Regions from separate parts of the Sus scrofa genome. Here regions 1 and 3 are each linked to region 2. Evidence: chromatin contacts called from public HiChIP or PLAC-seq and promoter capture Hi-C data. All regions are on one chromosome and are shown on one strand. The core of a region is the stretch at or near the end of the contact, and the rest is flanking DNA. Distances in the headings are between cores, read along the strand shown. Region 1 holds the start of CLK3 (dual specificity protein kinase CLK3). Region 2 holds the start of PML (protein PML). Region 3 holds the start of CSK (c-src tyrosine kinase).

The links. Promoter capture Hi-C pulls out the DNA fragments that hold promoters and counts their contacts. HiChIP or PLAC-seq counts read pairs in DNA pulled down with a chosen protein or histone mark.
Region 1: a contact with region 2 is called in a promoter capture Hi-C map of liver, with 2.7 times the contacts expected there. The contact joins the promoter of CLK3 here to the promoter of PML in region 2. A contact is called at or near these places in 1 of 5 promoter capture datasets (liver), 1 of 47 Hi-C or Micro-C datasets (heart right ventricle) and 1 of 2 datasets of contacts at active chromatin or transcription factors (alveolar macrophages).
Region 3: an H3K27ac HiChIP or PLAC-seq map of alveolar macrophages shows a contact between it and region 2. The contact joins the promoter of CSK here to the promoter of PML in region 2. A contact is called at or near these places in 1 of 47 Hi-C or Micro-C datasets (liver) and 1 of 2 datasets of contacts at active chromatin or transcription factors (alveolar macrophages).

What each region holds. Positions count from the first base shown.
Region 1 is chr7:58,906,660-58,910,990 of Sscrofa11.1, reverse strand. It overlaps CLK3 (dual specificity protein kinase CLK3), which reads left to right and starts at 1,375. Exons shown (of 13, transcript XM_001927924.7): 1 at 1,375-1,480.
Region 2 is chr7:59,447,934-59,452,739 of Sscrofa11.1, reverse strand. PML (protein PML) reads left to right here and starts at 2,585. Exons shown (of 10, transcript XM_001925572.5): 1 at 2,585-2,778; 2 at 2,781-2,827; 3 at 4,552-4,806. The coding sequence starts at 2,694. STOML1 (stomatin-like protein 1) reads right to left here and starts at 4,240. Exons shown (of 8, transcript XM_021099072.1): 1 at 3,476-4,240; 2 at 3,155-3,186; 3 at 1,004-1,053.
Region 3 is chr7:58,752,451-58,757,271 of Sscrofa11.1, reverse strand. It overlaps CSK (c-src tyrosine kinase), which reads left to right and starts at 2,238. Exons shown (of 13, transcript NM_001190173.1): 1 at 2,238-2,612.

The DNA.
Region 1 (4,331 bases), core at 126-2,625, 540 kb after region 2:
GGAGTCGGTCTTGAGGCTGCATTAGTGTAGTAAGCAACCCGTTTGAACTTGGCTTTGGTTGTTTACTTGCAGTGGGAGTGGTGGAACTAACGGAGATTTGTACTAAGCACCTGCTCAAGCCATGCCGTCAGACCCCAGTTTAAGGGGGAACTAGAGGTTAGAGACTGTAGAGGCCTCGCAACTCCGGAGGGGTCGTTTCCTTTTGGAATCCGCCTCAGTGGCTGGGAGACTAGCCGGATGTCAGGGGCGTGACCAGCCCTCGCTGCGGCGAGGGCGGAGGCGGGGCCGGGGCTGGGGAAAGGGGTGGTGACAAGCAGGCCCACGCGGTGCTGGGGAAATGCTGCAGCCTTCGCAGTTCAGTCCCCGGGAGGGGCGGGGCCCGGAAGGATGCTGTGTCCCTCCTTCTTGGGCCCTGGCGTGGCTAGGGGGCAATTAGAGGCCGCTCCCGCCCTCTTTGACCGACGCCAGCGAGAGCCGGGGGGGGGGGGGGGCCAGGGAGTGCACGCTCATAAACCGCGAGGTCTCCCAAAGGACCTGACCTCGGTTTTCTCATCTGGAAAAGATGACCTCCTTATCTCCCTATGACCAAGAGCGGGGCAGTAGGTGGCCGGGGCTTCGGTGAGCCCGCGCCGGCGGCGGGGGCAGAGAGGTCACCAGGTGACTCCAGGGGAGAAATAGGAGTGAGGGGGGCCGCGGGGCTTTTCTTCGGCGGGGGTGGGACGCGGGTGGTTATGAACTAAGAAACAACTCTGGTCTGCTCACTGCCGTGCCCAAGAATGCTCAAGGAAAACGAGACCCCCTTTTACCCCAGAACCCGTCCCTTTCCCTTCAAAGGCCCCGCCGACGTGACTCTCCAGTATCTTCCCAGAAACTGCAGTGCACATACACCGGGCTTGGACGCGCCGCCATGACTTTAAAAAGCTCCTCCACACATGAATAAGGTCTCATTTGCTTCTTTCACATCAGCGGGAGTCGGGAACCTCCTTCCCGATCCTCCGTGGGCTTTAGCGCCCTCCAGGGCCTCGAGGCCGGGCTGGCGCTCAAGGCCTACCCAGTTTTCACTTGAGGCGACAGCGAAACAATGCCCTCCTCCCGGCGCTCAGGAAAGGAAAGGCCAAGCGGGCTTGGGCGGGGTCGGGGCTCCACCTTTCGGCTCTCAGCGCCTGTCCACCGGTGCCCCCCGCCGCATCTTTGAGGCCTACGTGCCTCGTGACACGGCAGGGGGCGGGCCGCGGCTGGGGACATCCCCTCGGCCCTCCAGGAACCAGGTTCCACCGCCGCCGCAGCGACCCAGGTGGACAGGGCGGGTCCTCCAGAGTCTTCGAGTTCACGGCTAGAGGGGCCAAGTCGCCGAGCTCAGTCGACCGACGGCTGCGTCACGGGAGGGGCGGGCCCGCCACGGGCGGAGGCCGGAGCCGGAAGCGGAAGAGGCGCTCGGAGCGGGGAGTGGGGCCTAGCCTCAGCCGGAGCCTGGGAGACGGTGAGTGTGGGGCCCTGGCCCGCGACGAGGAGCGGGGGGTTGAGTCAGAGGGGCGGGTACGCTGGGTGTGGGTCCCCGGGCTTCTAGTTCGGGCTTGGTCTGCTCTCTTTCGTTCTCTTGGCCCATCTCAGGCCGCGGCCCCGACCTCTCACCCCTGACCTGCCGCTTCTCCCCCAGAGGGCGGTCACAGCAGACCCCAGTCTCTCGATCCTGTGCGTCCGAGTCCGAACCTGTGAGAGGCCCCTGAGGGCCCTGCAGGGATCCACCTTCGGCCCTATACCTGCCCGCGGAATGGGGTCAGGGTCCTACCTGCGACAGCCTGGAGGGGCTTTCAGACCCCTCCCCTAACCCTGGCTCGAGGCTGGGTCGGCAGACTCCTCCTCTCCGCGCGGCTTGGAGTCTGATTCCGGCCCAAGCTGGCTTTCCTCCTGCCCGCCTCCCCCACCCCAGGTCTCCCCTCGCCTCCATTGGCGGCGGTTACCAGGAACCCGCCTCAGATCTCTGGGACCCGCGGCGTCAGGAAGGACGCGAGCGAGGGCTGCGGGCCCCCTGATTGTTTTGTTGTGATGATGGAGCCGCTCCAGCCCGGAGGAGGGGCCGAGCCAAGCTGACAGTACAAATGCCCGGGCTGCTGCATGGTCCAGGAGTCTCTGTGCTTTAGTTCCGGGTGCGGGTGTCCTGGTGTGGAGCTGGGGTGGGAATCGCCTGAGCCAGGGCCCCGTTGAGGCGGAGTTGGCGGCCTTCCAGCTTCCCTCCTCCATGCCCTTGAAAAGGAGGAGCGTTTCTCCCGGTGGTGGCGGCTTGCAAGGTGGCAGGTTTGAGGTTGCAGTGTTGGGGCAGCGTCAGCCAAAAATAACCATGGGGCGCTGGGGTGGCTGGGATCCGGCAGGGCTGCCGCTGACTTGGCTGGCTGCTCTTGTCAACCCAGTTCTCTGGCCAGGAACAGCAAATGAGAAGACAGCTAGGCCTGTGCTCAGAGAAAAGCTGGCATCCTCGCCCTGGTTTCTTTCACATTACCTTTTTCTTAATTGTGCCAAGCAGAGCCTTCTGGAACGTAATTGTGGCCCTTGTTTTTCTTTTACAACCTGTTTGCTGGGGTCTCAGAGAATCAGAGATAATTGAGGAGAAATGGGCCCTAGAACCCTAGCTGGGAGGATTATGAGGGGCATCTGGTGTTACCATTATTTCACCTGCCTAGAATGTGTTAAAACAGGGGAGATTATGTCCTCTCTGATTGCCTTGCGTGTGATACTTTATATCTCTCATATTTGTCATTCCCTTTGCCAACTTGGCTGGGAGGTGGTCATATCTCCATTTTCCAGATATTGTAACCATGGCCCAGAGTGACTTGTATAAGGTCACAAGGCCAAGTGGCAGCACTGGGATTTACTTTAGGTATAGGGTTTTCTACCTATACCTCTCTCCCCTCTGCTCCCTTGGGACTTATGAACTACCTTTAATGCTTTTAAGGCATTTAACATAGACCCAGAGGTGTTACTTGGAAACTTTTTAATGAAAAGCTGCCTTCAGTATCTCTTGTGACCCATGCTAGGCATTTGACCCAAGGGCATGTACTAGGCATGTTACTTTAAGATGTGACATAAACCCTGTAAGTGATTACTGTTCCTTTGTTGCAAGAGGAAGCTGAAGGGTAGAGGTGTTTAATAACCTGCCTAAAGGCACAAGCTAGAAGTGGCCATGTCAGCATTCATGTTGACATCAGCGTGACTGAAGCTGTGCTCTTTCCACTAACATGAACATGTGTGCACTAAGAATCTTCTAGGTCCCAGGAAGGAGTCTAGCCTGATACGGACTAGACCCCGTGACTTCCAGCTCTGGTGCTTTGCCCAGTGAGGATGGGCAAGCCCTTTGCCCTGGCCACTGAAGCATCTTCCATGTCACTTAGTGACACAGATGTGAGATACCGTCTTCATCCCACAGCTTGGTCACGTGACCCAGCCTAACTGGGGAGAAACAGTGAACATTAGTCAGCTGATCACCAAAAGAGAGCAGCAGTCTGAGCTCTTGAGGAGGTGTTACAAAGTATTTATCTGGAAGGATTGCTCAGGCCCAGCCTTCCTATGGAGGCAGTGTCAGGGTTTGGATTGTGGGTGGAACAGGGAGCTGGCCTCACATACCCATCTTTCTCGTTTGATGGCTGATCCAAGATGGCAATTTCCTGTGGTGGCTGTAAGTCCACACTGAACCAGGGATAGGGAGGTGGGGCCCCTTTGGCCTGCTTTCCCAAGCACACAGCCTGCCAGACAGCCGATCCTCTAGTTCCTCCTGAAATTCAGAATATAGAAGTGGGGACAGTAGTGGGATAGAGGTGAGGCACTGCCTGGCATGGCACCAGTGGCAGGTGGTCTGAGGGTGCTAAATAGGTTTCAGGCAAGAAACTTGGTTGCTCTGAGGACTTTATTGATGCTGAGACTGAATAGAGACCATGAAGGGCTGGAGAGACCCCCATATCTGCTTGGCCAGACCCCAAGGGATGTTTGTGGGGCCCCGTGTACCTCTTTCTCCAAGGGCTGGTCTTCTCGTTTCTGCCAGTGGCTCCTCACACTAAATTGTGGTCCTTGCTCCCTTGTGTAGGGTCCAGTTCCAGAGCCTCAGCCAGACAACTTGGCTTTTCAAACTTGAGGACTTTCACCCTTTGCTCCTGTGTGTTGACTCCTGCCAGCAGCCTTTTGACTCTGGCCTCTGGCTTGACAGAAAAGGCACTTCCTAGGACCCTACAGACAGGCAGGAGGGAACTGAGCACAGGAGTCTCCCTTTCTTCTTGGCCCCAGACTCTTGTGAAGGTGCTCACCAGCCTCTCCCTGCATTCTACCTCAGCACTTGTCCTGGC
Region 2 (4,806 bases), core at 1,336-3,835:
GCATGCTGGTCACCTCCTGTGCCTAGACCTTAAGTTTCTTTCTAGGCAAAATGGGAACTTGAAACCTCTGCGGTGATAAAACGGGGAAAGAGTCCAGGCTTCTTGGAAGAGAGAGCTCTGGGGCTGTAGCCCGGGGAAGGGCGGATCAGCGGTAGGATCCCATCGCCTGATCCAGGCTCTTCTCCACATCGTGTCCCCTCCTGGTCCCTCCTCATAGGGTGCGGGGGGGACCGGACCAGCTGACTCCCGAGAGGCAGGGTTCGGAACCAGGGGTGCCAGCCGGTGCTCCCCAGGTCCGCTGTTCTGGGCGGCCACTCACCGGCCCCCGGGCCCACGCTGCCCCGCTCCGGGGACAAGCAGCCCTTCTGCGAGCCCAGGAAGCCGAAGCTCGACTGCTGGAAACGGTCAAAGTCCCCCAAGGGGAGCGCCCGGTACCCGGACCTGCCGAGCATGGCTCTTGACAGGAGGAACGCCCCACGCCCCGGCGCGGTACAGGTCCTGACCAGCGGGCCACCACAGTGCCCCGCCCCTGCCCGCCACCGCTTCCGGGTTCGCCTGCGCAGCGGAGGGCTGCGGCGGCCCAGGCCAGGAAGAGGAGGCAGTCCAGGCCCGGATCCCGCCATCGCACAGCGCCCCCTGCGCTAGGAGGACCGAACTGCGGCCGCGGAGCGGGAAGGAAGAGTAGTCTGGGTTCCTGGGATCTCACAAGAGTCCTCTAGAGGTTCCTACTCCCTGCTCCCTTCTCCCACTGGGCCTTAGAAAAGGAGCTGAAAGGAAAGTTGAGTTTTGTAAGAAGGTTGTCAGGAGCTGGATCTTCTCTAGAATCAAGGAAATGTTACCAGCCTTCTCTCAGCACAAACTCACAAACTAGGGACAGGATTTTGGAGGAGGTTGCCCTTATTCAGAATTAGGGTTTCCTCTATGGAATGATCAACAAATTATTCCTTTGTTTCCCCCCAGCCCAGCAAGCAGGGCCTGGCACAGAGTGGATCTCAGTGCTTACCTGTGGAAAGAAGGGGTAGCCAGGTCACTGTGGGTCAGGAGGGCCTGAACCTGGGTACAAAATGCAAGAAATTTCATTTGCAGACCTCAGGGAGCATGGCAGAGTAAGAAACAAGGGGATCGCACAGTGTTATGCCAGAGCAGCCCTCCGAGCACCAGAGAGGTGAGATCCTTGGTTCTGCAGGTGCAGAAAGAGCAGCCCCCTGATCCAGGTACGCAGAGGTAACTTGCCTCTCCACCAATTGAGAAAACTCAAATGCAAATGGTGAATTTACTCTGAGAAGCAGTAATTTCCAACAAGATTTTGGGCAGTCTGTCTCCCAAAGTGGGCAAAGAAATTAAAAAGCTTTCCTTGTCTCACACATGCCACTCCTGCCTCTTCAGGCCCCTCAGCCATAGACCACTTCCAGGTCCCTTCTGCAGATGACTCCTTACTGATCAAGCTGCAGGATAGGGTAGGTTCCTGAGGCTTCTCACTGTCCCTGGGAAGTTAGTTATCCTTCCCTACTATAAGCTTTACAAGAGCAAGGCCCTGTTATCATCCCTCTATAGTCTGTCCCAAGCTGGAGCTGAGCACAGAATGGGTACAGAACAGGAATGGGAGTCCGCACAATGGCTGGGATGCTTTGAAGTTTGAAGACAGCGGCATTGGCCCAGTGATGCCACCTGGAGTTGTGCTTTCTCCCCACACCAGCTGGGGGCCTGGGCTTCTCCTTTGGCCAAGAGCAAACCTGCTCTCCCCTCACTTTTCCCATTCCTGCTTGCCAGCTTTCCCCACTCTCTACTGCCTCGGATTCACCAGCCCTTCCAATGGTCACACAGGGCATCGTCCCATTCCCCTCATCTCCACACAGTCTACTCCCAGTGTCTCTGACTCAGGTCCTCCCAGGCATCCCACAGCCACTGTCCTAGACCAGACCACTGGGCCCTGGTCGTCAGAGTGACTGTCCCAGCATACGCAAAGGATCCTGTTGCTCCTGGCTTCCAAACCCTTCACTGACTCTCTATTGCCCACAGTACAGGTCGGGTCTCCCTAGCTACCATCTTGCCCCAGCCCATTCCTAGGCTGACATTACATGGGTCCCCTCTTAAATCTGAAAATAACCAAAACTAGTTTCTAAACAGGCACTCCTGTTTCAAACCTCCACGCCTTTGCACGTGCTGTTCTCTCTGTGTAAAGAGTCCTGCAATCTCTGAATCCCTGGTAAATTCCCACCATTCCTTCAAGTCCCAGTGAGACACTTCCTTTCCAGCTAGTCTCAATACTGTGTGAAAAATCTCCACGGAGGGGCCTGCTCTTCCAAAGCAGGGAATGAGATCCTTGCGGCCCCGGCTCCCCGCGGAGGGCTGGCACAAAAGCTGAGCCAGTGTGAGCTGAATGAACGTTTCAAAGCCGAGGGCGGGGGCTGCCTCCCTCGGGGTCAGTTCTGCCAAAGTCCACCTCTGAGTCTACTCCTCTCCTCCCTCTCCCTGCTCCCCGTTCTGGACGAGCCTTCAAAACCCACAGTTGGCCTCTCCGCCCTAGAGCCTCCCCCCACAGCTCGCGTCTCACTTCCTCTCGGGAGGCGGGCCCAGAGCGGGCACCTCCCCTTTGAACTGCTCCGGGAACTCAGTGCTCTCGCGCACGCCTCTGGTTCAGCTTCTCCCGCCCTCCCAGATCAAAACCGAGAAACGAAACTGCGCTGGATTCCATGCAGCAGGAACCGGCACCCGCCCGATCTCCGGGGCCCCAGCAGAACCCCGTACTGCCCCAGGCCCCCACCATGCCGCCCCCGGAGCCCCCACCGAAGGACACCAGCCCAGCCCCAGCCCCAGCCCCACAGAGGTACTACTGCGTTTGGGGAGATGGGGTTTAGGCTTTGTTGATTTGCTTTGGTCGGAGGACGGGGTAGGGGTGGGTGGGTGGGGGAGAACAGATGGGAAAGGACAAGGAAACTTGGTCAGGTACCTTAAAGAGTGACACAAAGAGGGAAGATCAGGCCCAAGGGTTCTGACCTTCTCGATTGGGGTAGGGATGCGCGAAAGTAGAAAAGGGGACCAGGATGAGTTAGGTGGGCCTCTCTGGACTGTGATTCTCTACTAGCAGCGGGGTGAGATGCTGAGGGTCAGTGGCACTGGAGACCAGACTCTTGCGCCCACGCTGGCGACTTACCTCTTATCCCTGCCTCAGGTGAAAGACCCCACCTGTTAGGACGAAAGGAAATAGCAGCCTTATTGCACTGGCTTGGGAGCCCCGAGTATGTCCCAGGCGTTGAAAAACCAGAACCCTAGTTCTTAGATCAGAAAGTGGCAGAGAGGTAGGTGTCTTGGCTAAGGCCTCAAGTTCCTGTGGTTCCCCCTTTAGGAAGCTTCTTGGATCCTTTTCTCCGAGTCCTCTGCCCTCCCAACCCCCATCCCCAAAGGGTTTAATAGGAGTTTATTAGTCTCCTCCTGCACAGACTCCCCAGCCTCCCACATCAAAGGAACTACTTACATCACTTGCTCTGTGTTCTAACAGGCCCTTTTTACTCTTCCTCTTGAAAGTACACGTAAGACCACATTGCAGTAACTTTTATTATCTGCTTTATCACACCCAGGAATAATATTAACAATACCGTTAACCTTTATGAACACTTTTCATGTGCCACGTATTGTGTTTAGCATTTTTTTGGTAGTAAAATACAATAACATCTATGTGTTATGTGTGTTTTATCCTTTTCTAAGTGTAAAAGCCAGTGGCTTCAAGCCGTTGGTAATGTTGTGTAACCATCACCCATATCTTTCCTGAGTTTTTTCATCCAAAGTCTGTACCGTCTAAGTAATAGTTCCTTATTCCCCTCTTCCCCCAGTGGCTGAGAGCCTCTAATCTACTTTTTGTCTCTGATTTTGCCTAGTCTGGATATTTCATATAAGTTTAATCCTACAACATTTTTCCCTTTGTATTGGATTTTACTTAGCATAATGTCTTCAAGGTTCATCCATGTTGTAGCATGTATCAGAATTTCCTTTTGAAGTCTGAATAATATTCCATTGTATACCACATTTTGTTTATCCGTTCATCTGTTGATGGGTACTTGGGTTGTTTGTGCTTTTTGGCTATTGTGAATAATGCTGTGTGTAGAACAATGGGTATCTGGGTACTTGTTTTCAGTTTTTGGGGGTATATATCTAGGAGTGGAATTGCTGGATCATATGGTAGTTCTACGTTTAACTTTTTGAAGAACTACCAAAGTGTATTTTGGTATTTTATATGAGGTTATATGACATACACTTAATGAATCTCTTTTCTAAACTTAAGTTCCTTGAAGGCAGGGATGTGTGCTATACATCCGTGTATAGGATGGGCCTAGTACCGTGTCTTAGGAGAAGCAGGTGCTCAGTAAATTGTGGAGTAAGTGTGGGAAGGTTTGAGTAAACGGAGGATTGGGGTGCTGATGGGTTTTGCCTCATCCAGTGACAGCCTGGTATGGAATAGTAAGTTCCACTCCCAGCCTCCAGCCATAGGGGCAAGCACGTGTTGGGTGGGGACTCCTGGAACTTCGGGTCTCACCTCCCTCTCTGGTCCCCCAGCAAGCCATGGAAGAAGAGTTCCAGTTCTTGCGCTGCCAGGGCTGCCGGAAGGAAGCCAAATGCCCCAAGCTGCTACCTTGTCTGCACACGCTGTGTTCAGGATGCCTGCCGCAGCCGGGCTTGCAGTGCCCCATCTGCCAGGCACCCTGGCCCCAAGGCGCTGACACGCAGGCCCTGGATAACGTCTTCTTCGAGAGCCTGCAGCGGCGCCTGTCCGTGTACCGGCAGATCATGGATTCGCAGGCGCTTTGCACC
Region 3 (4,821 bases), core at 989-3,488, 700 kb after region 2:
GGATGCAAATACAAGTCTGTTTGACTCCAAAGTTCATACTCAGACCGCAGCAAACTCAGGGGAAAAAGTCAAATGTGCTTGAGGGTAACGAAAGATGGGCTGGTGACAAAACTGGAACAGGGATTAGAGCATTTTCCCCAAATCCCCACAGCCCTTTCTCATTTTGCCAGCTGATTCAGTCAAGGGAGGGGAGATGTCAACTTCGCACTTCCAGAAGTCTTTGCAAAGCCACTGAAGGCCTTCCCTTCAGCCTGAGAGGTGGCCCCATCCGGTCCCAATTTATCATTCCATCTTGACCTCAGAGGAAAGAAAGGGAAACCAGCCAAGCTGAGCGCCCTCCCCACCTCCCTCACCCCTAGGCCGTTATCTTGCTAGATCTGCACCATCTCTTGTGAAAGAGGTGCCTTTTTGAGCTTGATCTTACAGAGGAGGAAACTGAGCTCAGAGACGTTAAGTAACTAGCCCAAGGTCACACAGCTGGGAAGCGGCCCCACTGAGATTTAACTTTATGATTTGAACTCCAAATTCATACTTTTCCCCATCACACCACAGCCATCTCTGAGACTTAGTGGATGTCTCCTAAGGGCAGGGGTGGGACTACTGCTTCACTCCTTGAAGGGCTGGCTCCGTACTGGAAAGCTGGCCCAGGGGTGCACTGGGTCGGAGGGCCATTCTGTGGTCTGTCTCGGGAGGCAAACCCAACTCCTCTCTGTGCAATGTACAGCCACACTGCACATTCAGCTCACTCTCCCACAGGGCCCTTTACTGTCCCTCTCAGTCCCTAGCCCCTCACTTATTTTGAATTTCAAGACTTTGCAAGTACACCTCATTTCCCCCACCACAGTATGCCCCTCCCCTCTGCCCACCCAAACCAGACTCTTCCTTCAGGGCCCAGTCCCTAGGATAGTGCCCCCCCACCCCCACCTACACTGGAGTCTCTGGTCTTTCCACCATCACTGCCCTGCCCCCAAAACTGTATGCTCCCCCCCCCCCCCACATGCACATCAGCTCCTGTAGCTCAGAGCAGATGACATCCTGTTAACTGTAATATATAATAACAGGCAATACTTGGCTAAGGACTGACCATGTGCCTGCCACTGCATGCTAAGCTCTTTAAATGTATTAACTCATTTCCTCCCCACAAAACCTTAAGAAGTTGGTGCTGTTACTTTCCCTGTTTGGTAAACTAGAGCCCAGAGAGGTTAAGTAACTTTCCCAAGGTCACATAGCTACTGACAACTTCCTCATTGCTGCCAGGCTTTTCGAAAACAAAGTCCAAGAAAAGTCCCATCAGTCTTTTTGGATCTCTTTTGTCTCCGCGGCTGTCGGGGACGCCATCTCCCAGGACTCTCCTGGACCCACACTGCAAACTGCAGCCATACTGAGCTATTTACAGTTCCCAGAGCCACCAAATGGCTCTCACCTCTCCCTACCTTTGTCCATGCTGTTCCTTCTGCCTGGGGTCCCAGCTTTATGAAGATTGCCCATTACCCTTCCCTCTTTTCTGCTTCTTGTGGACCTGTACACACTTCTTCACTTTTATCAATTATTTCTTAGCGCTTGTCTGCTGGCCTGCCAGTTCTGGGAACTCCTTGGCAGTAATGAAGCGGTCTTCATTACAGGGCCTGTCGCAACATCAGCGCCAGGAAACACCTATGAATGAATGAATGCTGCTGCGAGCGAGACCCATTCTCCACAAAAAGATACGAGAAGAAGGAGGTCGCTTCTGCATAGGGAGAGCTGTTCCCCAGGGAAGTTTTGGCGTTTGCTCCAAGGCGGACTGTTCGGCCCTCAGTGAGGGACCTTCTGAAGCCTTCGACGCGGGCGGGCAGGTGGGGGCAGGGCTTGGGCGCGGACACACCCCCCGCAGTGCCCCGGGATCCCGACAGAGGGCGCTGTCCTCCCGCCAGCCCACGCCCCGCCGTGCTCCCGGCTGGCTCCCTCGCGCAGGCGCGCTGCCGCGGGCGGAGGATCCGGGGCCGCGCTTCCTCTCGCCAGGCCTGCGAGCTTCCTCCCAGCGGAGCCCAGGGCGAGCCGAGCTTGGCCGCCGCCGCTGAGACCGCCGCCGCCCTCTCGCTCCCGCCCCACCCCGCACCCTGTCCGGAGGTCCTGCCGGGGTGGGGTCCGAGCTGGGCCATCGCCCGGCAGCGCCGCCGTCGGGGCTATCCCCCGGCCAGCCGTCCCTCCCGCTCCAGGCAGCCTCTGGCCGCAGGAGTCTCCGGGGCGTGGAACGTGGAGAGACCCTGCGGCCCCCGAGCCAGCGTCCGGGGCAGCCCGGGGCAGCCGGCGCGACGTCCCCAGATCGAGCCTTGGTGTCGGCGTTTGGAAGCGGAACTCTGCCGGGGCCTCACCGGCTACATTGTTTCCTCCCCCTGAGTCCCTCCCGCCCCCCTTCCCCCGCCTTTCTTCCCTCCCCGACCCGGGCCGCGCAGCCATCCCCCTGCCTCTGTCTGGCCGTCCTTCCTCCCCCTCCTTTCGCACCCAGACCTCTTTGTACCGCACCCCCCGGGGACCCCTGCGCCCCTCCCTTCTCGGCTGGCCGCATGGACCGTCCCGCAGGCCGCTGATGCTGCCCGCAGCGAGGTGGCCCGGACCGCAGTGCCCCGAAAAAGGTGAGTGTCTGGCAGGCCCTGAAGGAGGTGGGCGTCCGAGTGCTTCCCAAGGGGAAGACGGGTGGAGGTTGTACGTCCCGCTTCTGTTGCTTCTGTTGCAGCTGCCGTGGCGTCCACACCCATCCCCCACTCCCTTACCCCCTCCTTCCCGGGTTCGAAATCTCCCGGGAGTCACTGTCAGCCCGTCTGGGAGGGGGGCTCACGAGGGAGGTACTGCCCTCCCAGCCCCTCAGACTTGTCTCAGGCCACCCGGAGTCTGTCCTTTCCCCGTATTGGGGCTGGCTGGAGCGGAGGGGAAGGGGTCAGCGTGGACCAGAGCCCAGGAGAATGGGCTGTTTGCCATTCCCTGCCCAGGGCCTCCCTGCAGGCCTGCAGGTTTTTTGGCCTGCCTGGTTCTGACCCCTCCTTCATTCCCTCTGCGGAGGCCCAGGGTCCAGCCGCCTCCCTTGAGCCTGCCAGAGGTTGAGCTTATCATCTTCGGACTTTTAGAAGACCAGGCCTAAGCCCAGGGACATCTGACCCTTGGGTGGGAAACTAGGCAGGGCCTCTGGCCTCGGTGGAGGTGACACTGGGCATTAGGAGGTGGGTCCCCACCTCCTAGCGTCCTGGTCAGCCCTTTCTGTTCTCCCAGGCTCGTTGGAGGCCAGGCCAGTTGTCAGGAAGGGGTGTGTCCAGCTACCAGATCCTTGGAGCTTAACTAAGGGTTCACCTCCCCTCCCATTTTGTAGGCTGGGGGGCTGAGGCTCAAAGGGGGAAGTTGCTATCCCAGGCCTTTGGCAGAGTTAGGCTGTCTGTCCCTCCGTCATCCATCCCCTCCCACCACCACCCCACAACACCTGGACTGCTATGGGTACAGGGAAACCAGGCATAAGCCTTTACCCACTGGGGCCATAAGCCCCCAGCCTGGCCCATGGGACCTTGTGGGGTGAGCACGTGCTCCCCTGCAGAGGGCTAGAGAGGAGGGAGAGGGCTTCCGGTGACGGTTCTGCCTGGGTCTGGGCTCAGACCGAATCAGCACTGCCCATGGGATTTCCCTCTGGTGCTTGAGGCTGGGTCTTACTGACGGGAAGTGGCATGCGGGGGCACCCGTGGGGTGTAGCCCTGGTGCTGAGCTGAAACAGCCTGATCGTCATTCCTGACCCTTTGGCCCAGCTGGTATAGGAGCATGAATGGATCTGGATGCAGAATGTGAGAGCCCTGTGTCCACAGGGAGCAAGCCTCGTATAGCCTTGGCATAGGAGCATTGTCAGAGCGAGCACACCCAGGGGGTCTCTTCCAAGCTCCCCACACCCTGATGGTCCCAATGTCTTTCTCGGTGGGGCCCCGCAGGAACAGGGTGAAGGCAGCAGGAAGAAGATTGGGACTGTGGCAGCATCCTCTGGCTCCTGGAAGTGTGGGAGGTTCCCTGGAGGATACTGAGCCATATCTGGGGCCCCTCGGGGCATCTGGCAGTTTTGTCTTGCTTAGGCCTCTGCCCTTGATTTAGAGTTGTTTCCGGTTGCCCTGACATGCATGGTGGAGGGGATACAGATGTGGTGGGCCGGTGAGGCTCCCCTCACCCAACCCTAACTTCCTTTCCAGCCTGAGGGTCTGGGGCTGAAGCCTGACATCATTGGGTGCCTTTATACCAACTGTTGAGTGCAGCCTGGGGTCCCGAGGCCCTTGTAGAAACTAGGGGTCTGTCTTCTGGCAAACATATGTGCAGGGATTCCCTTTTTATCTGGCCACCTTGGTGCCTTCCTCCTTGCTCTTCTCTCTGCGTCGGGGGTCTGGGACAGAGAAGGACCAGAAGATGGTCCCCAGCACCACTGCAGGGGACACCAGGCCCCAAGGGGTTGAGCCACCCCAGAGCAGACCAGACTGCAGGCAGAGACAGAAACAGAGGACCAGGGCCTGCAGAGTGACGTGGCTGCCCCCACAAGCCTGAGCGGGCAGGACAGCTTGGGTCCAGTTCTGGGCTCCAGCTCTTGGGGGATTTTGAAACCTTGGCTCATGGTCCCAGAGAGACACTCCAAAGGTTTGGGGTCTGGGCAAGAGAAATTAAGGAGGGAGCCTCATGTGCTGAGGTGCTGTCCCAAGCTGGAAAGGCCCTCCTTTCATAGATGTCCCAGACACCAGGCCAGAGCTGAGGGGCAGGCAGGCCCCAGGGAAATGAATCTGAGCTCGTTGCGAGAACACTGCATATGTCGGTATGTAGTATTAGTTTTCT